Linked DNA regions of Zea mays: regions 1 and 3 are each linked to region 2. A link is a contact called in public Hi-C data. All regions are on one chromosome and are shown on one strand. The core of a region is the stretch at or near the end of the contact, and the rest is flanking DNA. Distances in the headings are between cores, read along the strand shown.

What was found. Hi-C and Micro-C count contacts between places; a contact is called where the count stands out from the background.
Region 1: a contact with region 2 is called in a Hi-C map of leaf, with 7 times the contacts expected there. The contact joins the promoter of LOC732831 here to the promoter of LOC100285916 in region 2. A contact is called at or near these places in 3 of 25 Hi-C or Micro-C datasets (endosperm, leaf and leaf mesophyll).
Region 3: a contact with region 2 is called in a Hi-C map of tassel, with 2.7 times the contacts expected there. The contact joins the promoter of LOC100274484 here to the promoter of LOC100285916 in region 2. A contact is called at or near these places in 2 of 25 Hi-C or Micro-C datasets (leaf and tassel).

Annotation. Positions count from the first base shown.
Region 1 is chr4:179,868,609-179,872,905 of Zm-B73-REFERENCE-NAM-5.0, reverse strand. LOC732831 (UDP-glucuronic acid 4-epimerase) reads left to right here and starts at 1,364. Exons shown (of 1, transcript NM_001112441.1): 1 at 1,364-2,686. The coding sequence starts at 1,364. The coding sequence ends at 2,686.
Region 2 is chr4:180,206,116-180,210,609 of Zm-B73-REFERENCE-NAM-5.0, reverse strand. It overlaps LOC100285916 (protein CYPRO4), which reads left to right and starts at 1,544. Exons shown (of 2, transcript NM_001367228.1): 1 at 1,544-3,222; 2 at 4,190-4,494. The coding sequence starts at 1,648. The coding sequence ends at 4,471. LOC100280612 reads right to left here and starts at 1,200. Exons shown (of 6, transcript NR_176461.1): 1 at 1,027-1,200.
Region 3 is chr4:179,933,763-179,938,307 of Zm-B73-REFERENCE-NAM-5.0, reverse strand. It overlaps LOC100274484, which reads left to right and starts at 1,778. Exons shown (of 2, transcript NM_001148843.1): 1 at 1,778-2,833; 2 at 2,985-3,333. The coding sequence starts at 2,121. The coding sequence ends at 2,831.

The sequences.
Region 1 (4,297 bases), core at 115-2,614, 340 kb after region 2:
TGTTGAGAAATTTGTTATTTTGTCACTCTTAATTTTGGCTCTCTGATATTATGTCATCTCGTGTTTATGACTGGTGGAACTATTATATATGATTTTTGGGCCCGATGGCATACTGACGCCCACAAATGATAGTGACAAAATTGCAAATGGCTACTCCTCATTGGGGTTGATCTTATGAGAGAGTATTACGTCTTTCTTTATTTAGAGTGTTTGGTTCAGTTTTTTTTCTCAGGAACTTTTATGAGAATCTGATTGTAGAGAGAATCTGAGTACGATGAAGATTACGTGTGAAGAAAGATAAAAGAGTTCGTAGGGTTCAGAATGTAGAAATTGACGGTTTACTACTATCGCAACGGCTCGACCGATTTTGTGTTAACGTTGTTTGGATGGTTTTGAGCAAAGTAATTTTTATAGAAACGCTTAAAAGTTAGCCATTTGGCAGTCTATAGTAGCTTCTAGTGGTCAGAAGTTGGAAAAAGTTGAAACAAACGGCGCCTCAAAGTCAATAATTGACTATTTGGATTGGATAGCAACCGTTTTCTTTTCATTCACATCTGATTAAACTTGGAGGCAAATTTGATTTTCTTTTACCACGTCTCCAGATCGACAATCTGAACATGGAAGCTTCTAAACCGGGAAAAGACTCATCTCCCAGACGAGACGACTGACAACAAATCACATTAACGTCCACGCGCAAAAACGCCAATAAATGGGATGAGCCTGGATCACAAAATTTTTAGCGCGTCCGGCCGTTCGCCCAGCGCCCATCCATCTCATCCCAGCGCGTCCGACCACCAAAATAGGCGCCGCCCGCCGCCCGGACCCGATCGCCTCCCAATCCCGGGCCGCCGTGCGCCCGTCCGCCGCGGCCACCTCCCTGGCCTCCTCGTCACCTGCGGCGGCACCCTCTGCGCCGCCACCGCGTTCACGCGCTCCCGTCGCTGTCGGCCCCGCTCCCCTATTTATATCCCCGCCCCGTCGCTGTCGGCAGGCGCGCATCAAGCTCCTGCCCCCCCTTTCCTCTTCATCCTCTCCTCCCTCGCGGCGCGCACGCTCTCCGCCCTCCCAAGTCCCAAGGAAACCTATCCACCATTCCGGCGGTCGATACATCCATCCGTCCAGGGAGAGCAAGGAATAATCAACCAATCGGCCAGCGAATCAGTCGAAGGGAGGAGGAGAGCCGGAGTCCGACCAGCGCGGCGCGGGTTGGTGGTCCCTTGCGTCTCCGGCTCTGCCCCGCGGCGCCGTCTTTTGTGGTTCTTGCGTTGCGTCGAGGAAGCAGAATCCGCGACGAGGAGAAGGAGGGAGAGGCGTTCATCGGGTTGCGCTGCGTCTGTCGCACGGCAAGACGGCGGCGTTGAAGATGCGGGTGCTGGAGGAGGACCTCTTCCCCTCCACCCCGGGCAAGGTGAAGATCGAGCGGGCGGGCGCCATGAACCGGCAGCTCCACCGCTGCTTCGCGTCCACCAGCACCATGTTCCTGTGGGCGCTGTTCCTCGTCGCCATGACGGCGTCCTACCTCAGCTTCCAGTCCTTCGTCGACACCTCCTCCAAGTACTTCGCCGCCTCCTGGGGCGGCCTGCACTGGGAGAGGCAGATCCGCGCGTCCGCCGTGCCGAGGCGGCCCCCCGGGTCAGCCGCCGGGGCCGGGATGTCGGTGCTCGTCACGGGCGCCGCGGGCTTCGTGGGCACCCACTGCTCCCTCGCCCTCCGCAGGCGCGGCGACGGCGTGGTCGGCGTCGACAACTTCAACGCCTACTACGACCCGTCGCTGAAGAAGGCGCGCAGGGCGCTGCTCGCCTCCCACGGGGTGTTCGTCGTCGAGGGCGACATCAACGACGGCCGCCTCCTGGCCAAGCTCTTCGATGTCGTGCCCTTCACCCACGTGCTCCACCTCGCCGCGCAGGCCGGCGTGCGCTACGCCATGGAGAACCCGGCGTCGTACGTGCACTCCAACGTCGCCGGCCTCGTCACGCTCCTCGAGGCCTGCAAGGACGCCGACCCGCAGCCGGCCATCGTCTGGGCCTCCTCCTCCTCCGTCTACGGCCTCAACGACAAGGTCCCCTTCTCGGAGCGCGACCGCACCGACCAGCCGGCCTCACTCTACGCGGCCACCAAGAAGGCCGGCGAGGAGATCACGCACACGTACAACCACATCTACGGACTCTCCATCACCGGCCTCCGCTTCTTCACCGTGTACGGGCCCTGGGGCCGCCCCGACATGGCCTACTTCTCCTTCACCCGCAACATCCTTCAGGGGAAGCCCATCACGGTTTACCGCGGCAAGGACCACGTGGACCTGGCCCGCGACTTCACCTACATCGACGATATTGTCAAGGGCTGCCTCGCCTCCCTGGAAACGGCCGGCAAGAGCACCGGCACCGGCGGCAAGAAGCGCGGGCCGGCGCCCTACAGGATCTTCAACCTCGGCAACACCTCTCCCGTTACGGTGCCCAACCTGGTGTCCATCCTGGAGAAGCACCTCCGCGTCAAGGCCAAGAAGAACGTGGTCGAGATGCCCGGCAACGGCGACGTGCCCTTCACGCACGCCAACATCTCCCTAGCCAGGGAGCAGCTCGGGTACAAACCCACCACCAACCTGGACGTCGGCCTCAAGAAGTTTGTCAAGTGGTACCTGTCCTATTACGGCTACACCAGGGGAGGATCCAAGAACTCGCGACATTGATCCGTGCTAATTCTTTCTCCTTTTCCTGCTTTGGCCCGGCCGTGGCCACCATGCTAGGTCGGACATTGACATTGGATTTTGTTGGTTGGTGGAAATATGTTATGTTAGGATGTTCGTCGAAGAAAAATCCTTCGCTTGGTGTGGAGAGGTCTGGAGGAAGAAAGCAATGGAGAGCAGTCTTTTTTTTTTCCTTTTTCCTTCCTCCGTCTTCTTTCTCTCTGTGTAAATTGGCCGTTCTCCATTAATCAAACTGCAATTCTAAAGTCGCGCTGTTCATTGCGCCGTCAGACTGTCAGAGTAACCGCCGGAGACGAGGGAGAAGAAATCGGCGGTCCGGTCCGGTCCGGTCGTGGCAGTCCTCGTGCAAATAGCCCGCGGCAACGTGGGCCTCGCCGTCGTGGATAAGATAAGCGGCCTGCGACTGCCAGCGTGGTGGCGTGAGGTACCTCGAACCGCGCGAAGTGGTCGCCAGCTGGCTCCCGCCTCGCTCGGTCCCTCTGCACTGCCGGTGGGCCATCTGCAGCTTTGTTGCTCCGTGGGACCCATATGTCTGTTGAGTCTGAATGGAGATGGGTCATGTTCATGCCTGTGGGGTTCATACCCCACGTAATGGTAGCTCACATGGGTGGGGCCGTCAGACGCGGTTGCGTGGGCCTTCGTCTCTGAGCTGCCATAGAGGATAGTACGAACTGCAATTCTTTTATATATCAAACTGGATGCGAATGTGCATTGTGCTTGATCAGGATTCTATTCCTAGCGTGGCTCCAGATGCCGCCACTGCGTGCATAGTACGAAGTAGTTTTACATTTCGTCTTTTATTTTAAAATTCACACCGTAAACAGTGTGTTTAACTATACGAGTAAACTGATGGATATGTCTACACTGTTGACAATATTGTTTTAGAGCGTATTTGATTCTAGGACTAAGATTGAGCTCATGTGCATTAAATATTTGAATCTCTATTACGAGTATTAGAAATATGGTATAATTATAAAATTAATTACAAACGGCTAGACAAAAAAAGTAAACATAATTAGTCCATGGTATTCAAATATTTGTTGTAGCATCATATTAGCAAATCATGAACTAATTAGTTTTAATAATTATTTAGTTTGCATCTATATAATTTGTTTTACAATTATAATATATTTAATTCTTTTAACAAGCATTCTAACATTTGATGTCACATAGACTAAAATATAGTACGGAGAAACAAACGGACACTTAGTATGGATTTTGAAATGAAGAGTGGAATAGGAAGAATGTTGTCGCCATTAGTTAAAAATAACCATATCAAGTTAATAAAAATATTTATTTTTATATGTCTTTAAAAGCTTTTAATAGTAGAATTGTGAAAATAGATCGAAAGAATGATGGGCTGGCTCTCGTTCCTTTTAGGTAGCCGACCCATCTATCACCGTTAGTTAGATGTTCGTGTACTGATATGGCTCTGAGTAAGACTTTATTTTGATAAAATTTTAAAAAAATTGTGTGTTTTGTTGGTTAAGTAGATGTGGAATTATAATTAACAATAAATGTTCAAATTCTTACTATGCATATTTTTACCTCATTTTTGCATAAAATGAGGGCACGACGAATGTAGAACCATAG
Region 2 (4,494 bases), core at 295-2,794:
TATTAGTGAAGCGAAATTAAAGTTGGTTTTGAACTATCACCCTCCACAATAAGTTAGTGAGCACATAAATAAATCAATAAAACAATATAAAGCTATTCTCTTGAGTTTCATCACCATATGAATGACAAGGTTCTTACATTGGCTTGCCAAGCCTTCAAGGCTCAAGGGAAAACATGGAAAAAACTACAAAAAGAAGTTTCTACAAAACCGGGATAAGTTTGACAGAAGTGAGTGACCTTCGCAGAACTCCAAACACACGGAACTCATCTTCGAGTTCCCCGGAAGTCACGCGTGCATCCAAGTTGCCGACATACACACGGGCCATTGTGAACGAATCCTGAACTTAGTCAGAAGAGGCACAAATAGAGTTAAGTCAAATTAGCACCCCCAAACAATTAACCAAAAAAAACACATTGTAAACAATTTTCATGTCCAAAAGGTGCTAAGAGTAAGGGATGAGTATCATAAATCAAAACAGGTGGGTATCCGAAATCAAGACATGTCTCACAGAACATCACAGACACCACCTGCCACAAATCCTGGTAATGAGTAGCCGACCAGATTCGGAATCCAACAATGTTCTAAACAAAAATTAGTACCAGCCGATGTTTTGCTGCTACAGCAGCAAATTTACAACAGAGTGGTCAGAATCATATTTGGAAGTCTAAACAATTACCGACCCTTGCCAGCAAAGTTAGATCAGATCCTCATTCCCTAAACCAAGGAGGTACCTCTATTGACCCAAACGAACAGGAGAACAGGTCATTGCATGATAAATCGGATGATATAAGAATACTAAAGAACGTCAAGCGGATTCGATACGGATTCGCAACAACTCCAATCCAATCACGAGATGGGCACAGTATGACGACTCAAACAGAAGGGGCACGCGGATTGCGCGCGACCAGCTCATGAGGAGATGGCGTCGACAACAACCAGTTACGCTTCTAGGGTTCCAAAAGCTTGGAGAGACTAACACAGATGCGGAATCAGACATGAGACTGGATCAGAGAGCTTTGTTGTTACCTACGCGGGAACAGATGAGAGCAGTCGCGAGTAGCACGTCCAAGTTCCCGCCTGCGGCAACTGCGGCTGCAGCGTTGGCGGCGGCGCAGGGCAGAGTGAAGCGAAGAACCTTCTGGTTGTGTGGAGCCGATGGGAAGGAGAAGGACGGGTTGTCTGTTCTGGAGACCGGGTGGGACCGTAGGAGTAGGAGGCCGGGCCATATATGGGGCTGATTGTGTGAGTTGAGTCGTACACTCGCGTGGGCCTTTTGGCTCCTCGGGCCATATGCCCATTAGCAACCCTGCTTTCTCCAAGTCCGGGCCCAACACCCACTATGGGCTTTCCTAGTCACCTCTCTCTCATCAAACTCAACACCAATCATCGTAGTTCGCCCCCTTCACGAAGGAACCTGCTCGGCCTCGCCGTCCCCGGCGCGTGGAGCGCGTCGCGTCCGCCACACGCACCGACCATCCCCTGCCCTCATCAGCAATCCCCGGCCCGCAGCGTACAAATACACGCTCCCCGCCGCTCCGACCTCACTTTCCCCGCCTCCATCACCAATTCACGATCTCCTTTCCCGCACCGCGCCCCGGATCGCCGGCTCGCAATTCCGGAGTTAAATTCCCCTCCACCGCAACCGTCATGGGCGGCTCCCACAGCCGCGAGGACGTCGATCTCACCTCCTCCGACGAAGAGGAGGAATTCGAGGACGACTATGACGCCCGATCACCCATCGCGGAGGCCGCAGCGAGCGCGGGGCAGCGCGACGACGACCTCCTCCGCACCGCCACACCTTCCTCGCTTGAGGCCATCGACGCCAAGCTCAGGTCGCTGGATCTCAAGTACCAGAGACCTACCGCCGCCAAGCTCTACCTCCACGTCGGCGGGGCCTCGCCTTCCGCGCGCTGGGTGCCCGCCGAGCGCCGCGCGACCTACGCATTCGTCGACCAGTCGAGCGACGACGCCTCCTCCCCCAGGTGGTTCCTAGAGGTTGGGCCGGGGCCGCGGGTCTCCGCGCCCGTGGACTCGGCGCTCCAGCTGAAGACGATCCCCGCGCAGCGCCGGGCGGACTTCGCCGCGAGCGGGTCCGTATGGGCTCTGCGACTACCCACCGACGCCGAATTGCGCCGGTTCAGGGTGGAGTACGAGCGCTGTCTTTTCGAGAACACGTACGGAGTGGAGGCCACGGACGAAGGGCGGAAGGAGGTGTTCGGCGCCGACTTCGCCGCGTGGGCGCGGCCTGCCGAGGCCGACGACACTGTTTGGGCCGACGCGGAGGAAAGCCTCACCCCTCCCGCCGCAGCACCAGGGAAGGACCTGCTTAAGGAGTTCGAGGAGGAGGCCGGCGACGGCGACAGCATCCAGAGCCTCGCGCTTGGGGCGCTTGACAACAGCTTCTTAGTCGGCGGCGCCGGGATACAGGTGGTCAAGAACTTCCGCCACGGCTTGCACGGGAAGGGCGCGTCGGTGAAGATCTCGGGAGGCCGTGGCGGCAGTGGGAGCGCTTATTCGACGCCGAAGAAGGCACTGCTGATGCGCGGCGAGACTAACATGCTACTGATGAGCCCAGGAGAGGCTCTGCATTCCAATGGTGTTCACCATGTTGACGTTGAGACTGGGAAGGTTGTCGCAGAATGGCGGTTTGAGAAGGATGGAGCTGATATCACAATGCGAGACATTGCCAATGACAGCAAGGGAGCGCAGTTGGAACCCTCCGGGTCGACATTCTTGGGCCTGGATGACAACAGGTTGTGTAGATGGGATATGCGCGACGCCAGAGGCCGGGTGCAGACAATCGGTAGCTCATCAGACTCACCAGTGCTGAACTGGTCACAGGGTCATCAGTTCTCGCGGGGCACCAATTTCCAGTGCTTTGCAAGTACTGGGGATGGTTCAATCGTTGTTGGTTCTGTGGATGGCAAGATCAGACTCTATTCTAAGAGCTCGATGCGTATGGCGAAGACAGCATTCCCAGGCCTTGGGTCCCCGATTACACATGTAGATGTTACTTATGATGGGAAATGGATTCTGGGAACAACTGACACATACTTGATCTTGATATGCACTATCTTCAAGGACAAAGATGGGAAAGAAAAGACTGGGTTTAGTGGCCGAATGGGGAATAGGATTGCTGCACCAAGGCTTCTGAAGCTCACTCCACTTGATTCAGTTTTAGCCGGGACCGACAACAAATTCCACGGCGGGCAATTCTCATGGGTAAGTTCAAATCTACTGTTCTGAGCACATAATAATAGATGCCCATGTTGCTAATCTAGTAAAATTAAATAGAATGCTAATCTAGATATGCATGATAAATGAATTATCTGGATTTATCTTGTCCTGGTCATAGTAACAGTTCGTTGTTGCACTAACTAATTTATGCAAGTGATTTGTATAGATGTAATGGAATTATTCTCACAACAAGTAACTCTGTACCAATTAAATGCCAGTGATTTGTATAGAGGAGAGAACTTGTTCACCCTTTTCTCTATGCATATGAACGTGCCTACTCGAAGTGATTTGTTTTATCTCGAAGTGGTAACAACTAGTATGAAGTGATTGTTTTGTCCTCATTTTTAACAGCATGATCTCTGCACCTAGTAAGAAGTACCGGTGTGTAGTAGGAGGCGGTAATTATGTTCCTACAAGGACATTTGTAGAATCATGTTATAGTTGTTGTACTTAAACCTTGAGGAGCAGTCTCAACAACTCAGAAGGCGAAAATAACCTTGCTTAAAGACCACTTCTAAAAAAATATCCCACCTTGGACACTTCTTATTGCCTGCAAGGGTAATTTGCGGTTCAAATTTATTGCATAGTAATGTTGCAACAGTTGGGTACAACACTATCCGAGTGCAGTCATGTGCATTCCATTGCTAGTGCTGTGACGTGGGCATTTGCATTGCAAAAATTCTATGTAGTAGTGATCATTACTTCGTTATTGGTGATCATTTGCCTGTAAACCTTGAACACTTCTAATTGCCTGTGATGGTAAACCTTGCAGTTGAGTTCAACACTACAGCCAAGTGCGCTCATCTGCGTTTGCATTTCAAAACTTTGCTTTATAGTGACCGTTGCTAGTAAACTGGCTTCCTATGAATTTTATGTTCCTTGATGCTTCGGTACAGATCAGAATTTGTTCTGATGCCAGTTCCTCTGCATTCAATTGGTTTCATTTCATCAGGTAACGGAGAACGGAAAGCAGGAAAAGCACCTTGTCGCTACAGTCGGCAAATTCAGCGTCATTTGGAATTTTCAGCAAGTCAAGGACAGCAACCATGAGTGCTACCGTGATCAGCAGGGCCTCAAGAGCTGCTACTGCTACAAAGTTGTCCTCAAGGATGAATCAATCGTCGACAGCCGCTTCATGCACGAGAAGTTTGCGACGAGTGACTCTCCTGAAGCTCCGCTCGTTGTCGCTACGCCAATGAAAGTCAGCTCCTTCAGTATAGCAAATCGACGCTGACTCCGAAGCTCTTTTCCCCAGTT
Region 3 (4,545 bases), core at 529-3,028, 270 kb after region 2:
TAAATTCCAAAGTAAAGTGACTGTTGGATTTTAGTCCCACATTGCTAATTTAAGAAGTTATAGACTAAATTATATAGCTACGGTCATTCTCATACCTAAATAGATAAAGTAACAGGAGATAGAGCATGGCTAGTTTACGACCTATTCGTGTTCAGGTTTCCCCCCGGTCTCGAAATTCTCTTCCAATTTTCCTTTGCGCATAAGTGCTGTGATTGAATATATATGAATTTTGCCTCTATTTAGAATCTGGTTTTAGAATACTACGCAATTTTCCATCATCGCCTACGTCCCTGTCGGCTTCTCTCCTCGCGTGCAATGGCCACGTTGGGCTGGCAAGTGGGCCTCCGTGGTTCAGTTGCGTTGCGCCTAGCTGGTTCCGTCCCGTGCTAGGCTGCTGCTAGCTAGCGTCGTCGTCGTCGTCGTGTGCTACTGTATGTGGTGGACCGACGACAGCACGTGTATGCGTCGCATCGTCGTTTACCCGGCCATGCCCATGCTGCGGTCGAATAGCTTCCATTCAGCTCCGCTTCAAGAACAGTACGTAGCTAGTACCTGAACTTGCTAGCAGTTGCTACCACATAAAGCTGCTTCTCTATCTGCTGTGCCGTGCGCGCACGCGACGCATCGCTTTCGAGCGAAAACGAGGTATAAAGCCGAGCGGCTGGGCTGTGCGGCCCTGTGCATCATGCACGCACGAGCACGATGGATGGATCCGTATGGAGCTGCTCCAGCTGCAGCAGGGGCCCGACCCGGTCCGCGCGACAGGAACACGGCACATGCGCAAGCTTCCGCCCGCCCTCGCACCCCAACGTGGTTGCTGGCTGTGTACAGTGACTGCGTGCGCACTGCTTGCTGGCTTCTACTACTACTGATCTCGGATTCTCGCTTTGTTTTGGTTTTTGTCTGCACTGCTTGCTGGCGAGCTATAGCTGCACTGCATGCGAGCGAATAGAATAGGGGGGGAAATGAAGGGCGGGCAAGCAGTGCATTGCATGTGAATGAACAATACAAACTGTGCTCGCTCCTTCATAAGAAACGACGACAAAGGATGATTAGTAGCGTGCAAACGAGCAATTATTTATTTACTACCGCGCGCATGCATATGCAGTGTCACATGCATGCCACCACCAAATGCACTCATAATATATTGGGCGAGGGGGATAAGCAACCTGTCCCGCTAATTAAGGGCTATGATGAGTGTGACCGGCCTACTGATGATACCCGGCCAGCGTCATCGTCACGGAACTAGCATATAGTATATGTCAGAACAGCGTACGTACGCTGAAACTCAAATGTACGCTGATATATACCATGCAACAAATTAAAAACAAGCATCAGTCCCCCCAAAACTAAGATAAAATGACACTATGATATTGTCAACTCTCGGGTACGGTGTGCTGTTCACGTAAGCCCTTCGTGAGCATACAGACCATGCATGTGGCCGATGGGGCCTCTCCCTCCCTAATCCTTTTCGAGGACGTTGCATGAGAGTCGTCAAGTACGCGTCGTACATTCGCAATACACGTACGTACCCCGGGTATACCGTATACACATATTAAAATCCGTTCAATGAAGGCGAGCTTATTGTTGCAATCGCAGGACAAGATGCATAGCCAGGCATGCATATAGTGGACCTGGGCCTTGACCTCTCCCATGTGCCTGCATGTGCACTGTCTCCTCCCCTCTCGCCGTTTAGCGGTTTAGGGCCCAGCCCAGCCAATGAACGCCATATATAGCTAGGCTGCTCCGTCCGGGTCCTTCGCATTGCCATATGTGTGTCTGTGATCATCTTGCTAACAACCTTCCATTATCTTTTCCTCCTTCTTCTTCTTCTTTTGCTCCCTGCTTTCTCTAGCTCTCAGCTCAGCTCAGCGCGCTCACAAACAAATATCTGTCCTCTTCGATCGGATCCACAACTACTAAAGCACCACCGTACCACCATTACCAGACCGGCGCCCGTATGCGATTACCCGGCAAATTAGCACCCGGGTTCTGATCGATCATCGTCAGCCCTTGGATTCATTCCATCCTCGTTCCATTGATACGGTACGGTGGCCAAGCTAAATTAAGAAGCCCACACCCAGCGTCGTCGTCGTGCTTGCAATTGCATCTTCTTCCACATGTCTCCTTCACCGCCGCCAAGCAGCGGCTGCAGCCTAGCAGTACTAGTAGGCGGCACGAGTACTGCAGGGTCGTCCAACAAGTTCAGGCACGCCATCCTCAGGAACCTGCTCCTACGGCTCAGCAACAAGGACGGCGCTGCGTCGCCGTCGTGGTCCAGTGCCATGAGCCTGCGCGAGAGGAGGGACGCCGTCAGGCACGCCGCCGACGCCGCCCTCGCCGCCGCACGGGGCGCCGCGCCGCGCTGGAGCCGGGCTTTGGCGGCGGAGCTCTCGTCGCAGTCGCAGTCGCAGCAGCATGGCCGGTGGCACTGGCACGACGACGACGCGCCCCACCTGCTTGTCGCCGGCGCCGATGCACGGCCTTCGGGCCATCAGACGTGCTTGCCGTGCGGGACGGCGGCGGCGGTGGCAGCAGCCGGCTGCAGGAAGACCGTCCCGAGGCGGCGGAGGCTCCGGGTCCGGGCCAGGCCCAAGAGCGGAGCCACTACGGCCTGGTCCGCTGGCGCTGTCGCGCGGGTCGTGGCGAGGCGGCGGGCGCGGGCCGGGGCGCTGAGGAGGATGGTGCCGGGAGGGCGAGGGATGGCGGACGAGTGCACGCTGCTTGGTGAGACCCTAGACTACGCCGTGTCGCTCAGAGCTCAGGTCGACGCCATGCAGCTCCTGTTGAGGACGCTCCAGCCTCCAGGCCACGCCAACAACAACCCTTAATTGTAAGTCCTCAGCTTGTTTTCATTTTCGCCGGCCCACTACGTATACTCCTGTCGCTCATTTTAAATTAAATTTCTGCGGTTATTAGGTTGGTTCCAAATTTGTTTATTACATTTTACTAACTGCTTGTTGTGTTCTCGCGGTGTTTTGCAGTGCTGAAGCAGCAGTAGTGAGGGGAATTCGAACTACTACACATATATATACGTACTGAAATGTGATCAAGACCGTCCATCGTTCATGGATATAATATAAGACATGCATCATGACGGAATGGAGAGCTTTTCCCCGGCCCTCTCTTCCTTTATTCTCCTCTTGCATACGTGCTGCTAGCAGCTCTCTTCCTGTTTGTTTCTTCATTCTGTAGCACTGAGAGAGATCATGAGGCGAAGGTCATGTGTGCGTGCCGTATATATATGTACAGTACAGTACTAGTGTGTGCTACGTACGTGCTACTCCGACACAAATATATATATGCATGTACATAAGTTTTTGGTTACTCTTTAAACAAGCTAGCTAGCTGGGCGTGCATAAACCGATGTATGGGGAGTTAATTGACCGGAGACTGGTGGTGGACCCGGACGATGGAGATGGCTGCTGCACACGTTCGCCGCCGGAAAAGATCGATGACAAAGTGAAGACGTACGAATCGAGCGGACAGGTGGTCGGAGGAAGGCAGCAGGGATCACGATATGCATGCATGATGACCGGAGACATGGTGAACACTCAGACGTCGACGTACACATACGCATGCATGCATGTTGAACAGCTGCTGAGAACGAACAATACAAGAACATGCCATGCATTTCATGCATGCGCGGATGATGCCCACGGCGGCCCACCAGCAGCTGGAATCGTGGATATAGCTAGCGATCTACCCCATAGATATTGGTTGGTGGACTTTTCGCTCGCGTTGATTGACCAGCAACATGGCATACAGGTACAGCAGTGTACGCACGTCGACCGTAGTGACGAGTGAGGTGTCGAACATATATAGGTAGTCAATCTAATAAATTACTGAACCATATAATTAACTTTAAAACACTAGCCATTCAGTATTTTGTCGTAATTAGTTTTGTAAAAAAATAAATGTACTAAAAGTTCATATTAATTAATTACTGAACTAACCACGTAGGTAATATATCTATCTACCTTTGTTGGTTCCTTGGTTGGGTGAAAGTTGTGGCCATATATGTGATCATTTAATTATAAGCTAGAATTTGACAGCGAATTGAAGAGAGAGCCACTTCCACAGTCACCTTTCTGGGCTTTGGATCGGGAACATACTGGGCCGCTACGTTCGGAACTCCCGGTTCCAGTGGACGTGGGCCGCCCCACGTAGCACAACGGCGCCAACGGCCCAGCGGCCAGGGGCGGAACCGGCGCGCGTGTATGCAGACATGCAGTGCAGTAGAGAGATCTCGAACTCGGCAAAGACCTTTCGGGATAGAAATAGAATGCATGATTCTGGTTCTGGATGCGGCGCATGACGAACGCCGTCCGTCGTCGCGCACGCGGTGGCTTCGTGTGTTTTCCCAGAAAAAGGATGCGGTCACTCACAGGTCGCGAGCCGCACACATGATTTCGTCGACCATTAACCAACCACACCACGTATCCTATCCTACCTACGTACGCACGTCGAGAAGTTGTGCACGACCACGTACGTACGTACGGGCCGGTGTCGTGCCGTGCCGTGCCGTGCCGTTGCACCAGAGGC